2 separate regions of the Ovis aries genome follow, and region 2 is linked to region 1. The links are chromatin contacts, called in public Hi-C maps. All regions are on one chromosome and are shown on one strand. Each heading gives the region's core, a stretch centred on a gene start, on an enhancer-like site or on the middle of the called end of the contact. The rest is flanking DNA. Distances are from core to core; before and after follow the strand shown.

Region 1 (2,837 bases), core at 161-2,660:
CGAGGGGTGGGGGTAGGCGCTGGCCATCTTTTTTTTTTTTTTTTTTTTTTTATGACTTTCGCAGGAGTGTTTTGAAGGGAGAGGCTCTTGAGTACAAAGGGTGCTTCCAACTGGGGTCCCTATAGTTAAAACATACCAAGGAGAATACTTTCAGGCCCTTGATAAAATGATGAATGGGCTTGGAATGGAATGAGGCCAGATGGCAGTTATGGGAAGGGGGGGCACACAGGAGGGGGCTAGGAAAGTTGGAAGGGGTAGGATCCCAGTGCTCTAGCTGTCACTCTGCCTGGTAGACACTTATAAAATGGGAACAGCAGTACTAGCGCAGGCTGACAGCACTTTCTTCAAATACATTTCCTCACCTGCATTTCTTTCATAGTCGCCGATGAATCGTTTGGTGAGGAACCGGACCACGAGAGCTGCAGGTCAGAAAAGAGAAAGGAAAGGGGGTTAGCCTTGGCACAAGAAGTTAGATTGGTCTCCCCCCTTTAACCCCTACTCTAAAAAACAACTCTCAGGAAAAGCCAACCACCAAATGAAATTCCTACCCTGCAGCTCCCTGACCCTACTTCCAGACACAACGGCGAGGGGGCTAGGAGGCATTGTGAATTATGGCTCTGTCCAGCTGGAAGGGTCATTTGGCCCACCCCCATTCTCCGAGCCCGGCCGAGCCACACCTAAGCCTGCCCGCAGACAAATGTCTTTCCTAACCTTAAAGAGCTCTAGGAAGGGTTACGTTCACTGACTCCCATTTCTGTGCCAGATACTGCCAGGGGCTCAAGAACCCAAAACTTCGAATCCCAGTTGTGTCGGTTGTGCAGAGGGCCGTCAAGCCATTTAGGATCAGTTTGTTCCCCTCATCTGATGAAGGAAGGGGGAGTGGAAACGAAGCTATCTAAGGTCCTTCCCCAGGGACCGCGGATCAATAGGAGAGGGTAGGCGGTCCGGTTGCAGCTCCAACCTCTACTCCAAGCCGGGTTTAGTCGAAACTGCCAGCGGGGGCCGCCGAACTCCAGACAGAGAGTTAAGCGGGTTCTCGCCGGAGCGCGAAGACTCACCAGTCTTGCCCACGCCACTGGCGCCCACTACGGCGATCTTGACCAGGCGGCGGCCTGCGGCCCCCAGGCAGAAATCTGCTGCGGCTGCGCTGCCCGGGGCGGGGTACTCGGCTATGGTGCACATGTTCTGAATGAGGCGCATCGCCGCTTCGGCCGGGGCTTCACCGCGGGGGACGGGACCTGCTGAGCAGGAAGAGGATCGCGCTGCGCGACAGCGGCGGGAGGACCAGGCAGAGGACTCCGCGGTTGAAAAGAAGAAAAGAAAAAGAAAGGGGAAAAGAAAAAAAAAAAAAAAGGCACCGAAGAGAACGCGGAGGCCAACTACAGCAGGCTCAGGCTCCCGGCTGGGACTGCAGCCGGGTTGCGCGCGCGCTGTTTTCTCCGCGACCGGCCCCACCCCTTGCTTCCCGCGGCCAATCCCGGGGCGTCCTGCGCGAGGCCCCGCCCACGGCGCCGCTCCTAGCGCGCCGCGCCCCTGGGGTCTCTCGGAGCCAGTGCGGGGCCCCGTGAGGCGTGGGGGAAATGGGACAGGCAGCCTGGGAGCGGGTAACGGGGGGGCTGGAGGCGACCGCGCAGCCAATGGCTGGCGCCGGGGACAACAGCGCCGGGCGCGGGCCTAGGTCCTGCTGCACCGGCACGGGGCAGATGCTGTGGCTGTGGGGTTGGGGAAGCGAGGCTGGGTCTGGGGTCGGCGGTGGGAGATGTCTGCACCCTGGCTACCTGCCAGCCCACAAGAGCGCCGCCCCAGTCCCTCATGAGCTTTCCTAGGCATCTTCACCCTCCCGGATGACCAGCCCGCCCGCCTACTCCCTGCAGCCTGCGGACCTCTGGGCCCAGCCCCGCCCACCTTCAGGGAACCTGCGCCCAGGGGGCCGGGCCCTCTAGGGTGTGAGCCCTCGGGGTCTCTCGTCTGGCTGTCCAGCTGCGTGCTTGTCTCCTAAATTTGAGAGACATTGACTCGGGTGCATCCGTGGTGGCATATCCCGGATCACAGATTTGACTACAATGGCAATCTATTAAAAGACTCGGTACCCACTCCCACTTTGACGTTGACTTTGGCGGGTTGTGGGGGTGGGGAGGGTGGTGGTGGTGGGAAATAAAGTCACCCTTCTTGTTCTACCTCTTGTTGGCCGAGTGACAAGCTCACGTGAACACACATATGGTCGGGTGCTTGTACAGCACACCCAGAGGCAAATCTAGAAGTAATTATAGAACAAGCTTTCTAGCGCCTCACACACCTCACACCTCCTCCAGGAGCTGTGAAAAGGAAAGAAACGGTTGCCCCAGCTGTCTCGGGGACCAGATTGGGAGGCAAAAAGCATCTGAACTTAGTCTGGTTATGAGGAATGGCAGTCAGTTAAGTGACTTGATGCCAGTTTGAGCTCATAAAATCCCAAGCTCCAACCCCTCACATCCTCACCAAGGAAAGGCATCTGAATTCCCCATGCAAGCAACGTTCTGTAGCTGGGACTGCTGCACAATGTCACCAGACACTCAGGCTGACCGCTTACCCATCCCCCCATCTCACCCCTCTCCTCACCACCTCCCTAACCTTGCCAGCCCCCAAATCTCCCAGAGGCTTTTATCCTAGAGGTATACGAGAGCAAGCACTGTGGCACTGTGTCCACACCCACATTAAAGGATAAAATGTAAAAGTAAAGTAAACCAATTCCCTTATCTACACATCAGGCATCTAGTTCAGCTCCCCCTTCCAACCTTGACTTCACTGACCAGGTATGTGACAGAATTTATGATGCTGACCTAGTTCAGATGCTGAGA
Region 2 (2,980 bases), core at 193-2,692, 100 kb before region 1:
GGTCTCGCATCCTTGTGCTGGGCAGTAAAGTGATGACATTACAAGGTGTGCCGAGTGCAGGCTTTCTTGTCACTCTGACCTCGATGCCAGCAGGAAAGGACAAAAATAAAGAGACCAAAAGGCAAGCTAGAGGGAAAAATGAAAACAAGAGGTAAGAGGGCATTTTTAGGGGAAATAAGGAAATAAATTAGGAGGAAAAGTCAAGACCATGGCTGATGATAACATGTTTTTAGTGGAAAAAGGCCTATTTGCTGTCACACTCTTCTCTCACAGCCCAGTGTTACCTGTGTCTTCTATGTGTATGATTGGAATGTGTGTGTGTGTGTGTGTGTGTGTGTGTGTGTGTGTGTGTGTGTGTGTTGATTTAGTAATACCTTCTCTCCTCCCACCCCCTTTCTCTGAGAAATGAGAGAGATCATTGTCGATGTTCCCTGGTCCAGTGACTCTTCTCAGTAACTACTTCCATATGTGTGTGGACTTCCACTTGTAAAATACCTTTAAGAAAATTCTTTTGGCTAAGGTCATGTCATCTTGTTTTTGCATTCCTTCTAAATGGGAGGGATTTGTTTCGTATGGTTTAAACATCTTAGAGAATAAAGAATTTGCTTGTGTCTTGTATGAAACAAGATTGCATGTTGTCTATAGCTGATCTAAAGAAAATGTGTGGGATATTTAAGGGTTAATTCTGGGTGGGATGGAAGAGGAACGCTTGCATTCTTGAAGAGTCTCTAACAAAAGGAAAGCACAGGCCATCATAGTAGAGCTGGGTGAAATTTGGGGATTATACACCTGGGGGTTCTCAGACCTTAATATGCTTAAGAATCACCTGGGGTTCTTGTTAGATTCCTGGGCCTCACCCCCAGGGATTCCTATCTGGGGTGGAGCCAGGAGTCTGCAGGTCAATAAGCACCCCTGGTGACTCGGGACAGTAGTCCACATACCACATTCTGGGAAATACTGACCCCCAGCCAACCTCTGGCTTTTAGGCAGGAAGAAACTTTAGCCAATAGTTGTGGGCATCACACAGCCATAAAGGCTTTACCTCTGTAGGCCTCAGTTCTGTATTCAGTAAAGCAGGAGTGACAGCGTTGTCTATTTCCAAGGGTTTTGGGGAGGATTACGTTCACATAGAGCACTTGCATCATGCCTAATATTAATATGTAATAGGTTCTGGTTAATGTATTATTATCAGCTTATTGTTACCATTTTAAATATATTATTTCCCTGTTTGAACTCTAGTTATCTGTAGAGCTTGCTAAAAGGTACCAGGGTCATTCAGGATGGACTGACAAAGTGTCCCTGGGGAGGAAGAGAGGTACTGCGGAGCTGGGCAGAGCCCCTCTTCCTCAGCTCCAGCCACAAGCTTTCATTCTGCAGTTACGACATGGGTGACTGACATGAGACTCCGCTGTCCCCCAGGTTAAGGCTGCCCATGTGGGAGCTTTACCTTTGGCCTGTGGTGGCTGTGAATGAGGCAGTCTGTCACAGACATGAAGATGTTGGCTCAGACAGTAAGCAGACAAAAGTCAATTGTTAGCTGCTGCTGCTGCTGCTGCTAAGTCGCTTCAGTTGTGTCCGACTCTGTGCGACCCCAGAGACAGCAGCCCACCAGGCTCCCCCGTCCCTGGGATTCTCCAGGCAAGAACACTGGAGTGGGTTGCCATTTCCTTCTCCAATGCATGAAAGTAAAAAGTGGAAGTGAAGTCGCTCAGTCGTGTCCAACTCCCAGCAACCCCATGGACTGCAGCCTACCAGGCTCCTCCGTCCATGGGATTTTCCAGGCAAAAGTACTGGAGTGGGGTGCCATTGCCTTCTCCGTCAATTGTTGGCAGTGCGTGTGAAACACTAAGAAAGGTCGGTAACGAGAACCTCTCCAGCACGTGAACAAAGTCACCGCGTCATAGAAGGTTAGTGCCGAAAGGCACAGCAACACAGTCGTTGTCCAGTGGGCCCCTCCCTCAGTCAATAAGCGAGAGAAGTACTTGGTCCAAGACAGCTGGGGTAAGAACCCAGTGAATTCCCTTCCTGAACAGAAATAAACAAACGCGTGGTACTTTCCTTACAGTATCAACAAGGGCCTCAGAGCCCAGCCAGCTTTTAATACGTGAACACAAGTTCGTAACCTTGTCATGCAGACCGGGATCAAATGTTTATGCAGGGGTGTATTTTTTCACTGCACTCAGAGTGTCGTTGTTTTTCCTTCCCACCTTGGGGAGCAGAATAGCCCCTTTCAGTCTAAAGGAACATTTTAGATGCAGTAGGAGAAAATGAACCTTTTCTCCTTTGTGTCTGACTTTATTTCTCATGTACAAAGAGCTTGTGTTCCGAGGAGAGCCTGGAGATGGCAACCGGAGTCCTAACAATCCCATTTACTGTTTGACTGCACAAGGGGGCCGTCTGTCGGGTTTAACGGCCCTCTCTCTTAAAAACAGCAATGACCAGCCAGTTAATAAAAAACAGCCCCGGCTGAGTACTGCTCGGTCTGGTTAACTTAGATTTGTATTAACACGTGAAAATATAAGCATCACCTTGGTCTGACGTGAGCACATGACCCCACTGGGTCTGGGGTTTCATCTAAACCAGCACTAAGAGCCGCACGTGCAAGCTCGTCTCTGTGGATAAAATCAAACGATGAGCAGGTCAGAGGAGTCAGGCACGAGGAAAATGCTTCTGCTGAGATCTCCACGAGCCGCCACCTCCCTTTCTTTCTTGCGGTGGGACCTGGTGCGCGCTGGCCATTGTGAGGCTGCAGAAGAGATGGGAACAAAAGCTCCTAAATGTGCTTGATGAGCGATGGCCATTGGAGCTGCTCGGTGTCTGGACCCCCGCCTTTGTGAGGGGTCAGCCGGGATTTGTGAGAGTCCATAAACTGCCACGTCAGGAGGATCGCTGCTATTCTCAGCAGCAGAGAGCTGGCAGCTGCTGCCAACACTTTTTTTTTTTTAAACTCAGACCCCATACCGCTCCTGTCCTGCTGATC

The links. Hi-C and Micro-C count contacts between places; a contact is called where the count stands out from the background.
Region 2: a Hi-C map of hypothalamus shows a contact between it and region 1, with 2.5 times the contacts expected there. The contact joins the enhancer-like site here to the promoter of RASL11B in region 1. A contact is called at or near these places in 2 of 16 Hi-C or Micro-C datasets (hypothalamus and skin fibroblasts).

What each region holds. Positions count from the first base shown.
Region 1 is chr6:69,202,881-69,205,717 of ARS-UI_Ramb_v3.0, reverse strand. RASL11B (RAS like family 11 member B) reads right to left here and starts at 1,410. Exons shown (of 4, transcript XM_004009826.5): 1 at 1,059-1,410; 2 at 363-419. The coding sequence starts at 1,200.
Region 2 is chr6:69,306,418-69,309,397 of ARS-UI_Ramb_v3.0, reverse strand. All of the region lies in intron 5 of SCFD2 (sec1 family domain containing 2), which reads left to right. Among named protein-coding and RNA genes, the nearest start is that of RASL11B, 100 kb to the right of the region's middle. Within about 2 kb of position 1,442, at least 8 of the 54 cell types and tissues checked have an H3K27ac peak or open chromatin away from gene starts, as enhancers often do. A contact at or near this core is called in hypothalamus, where this site is marked.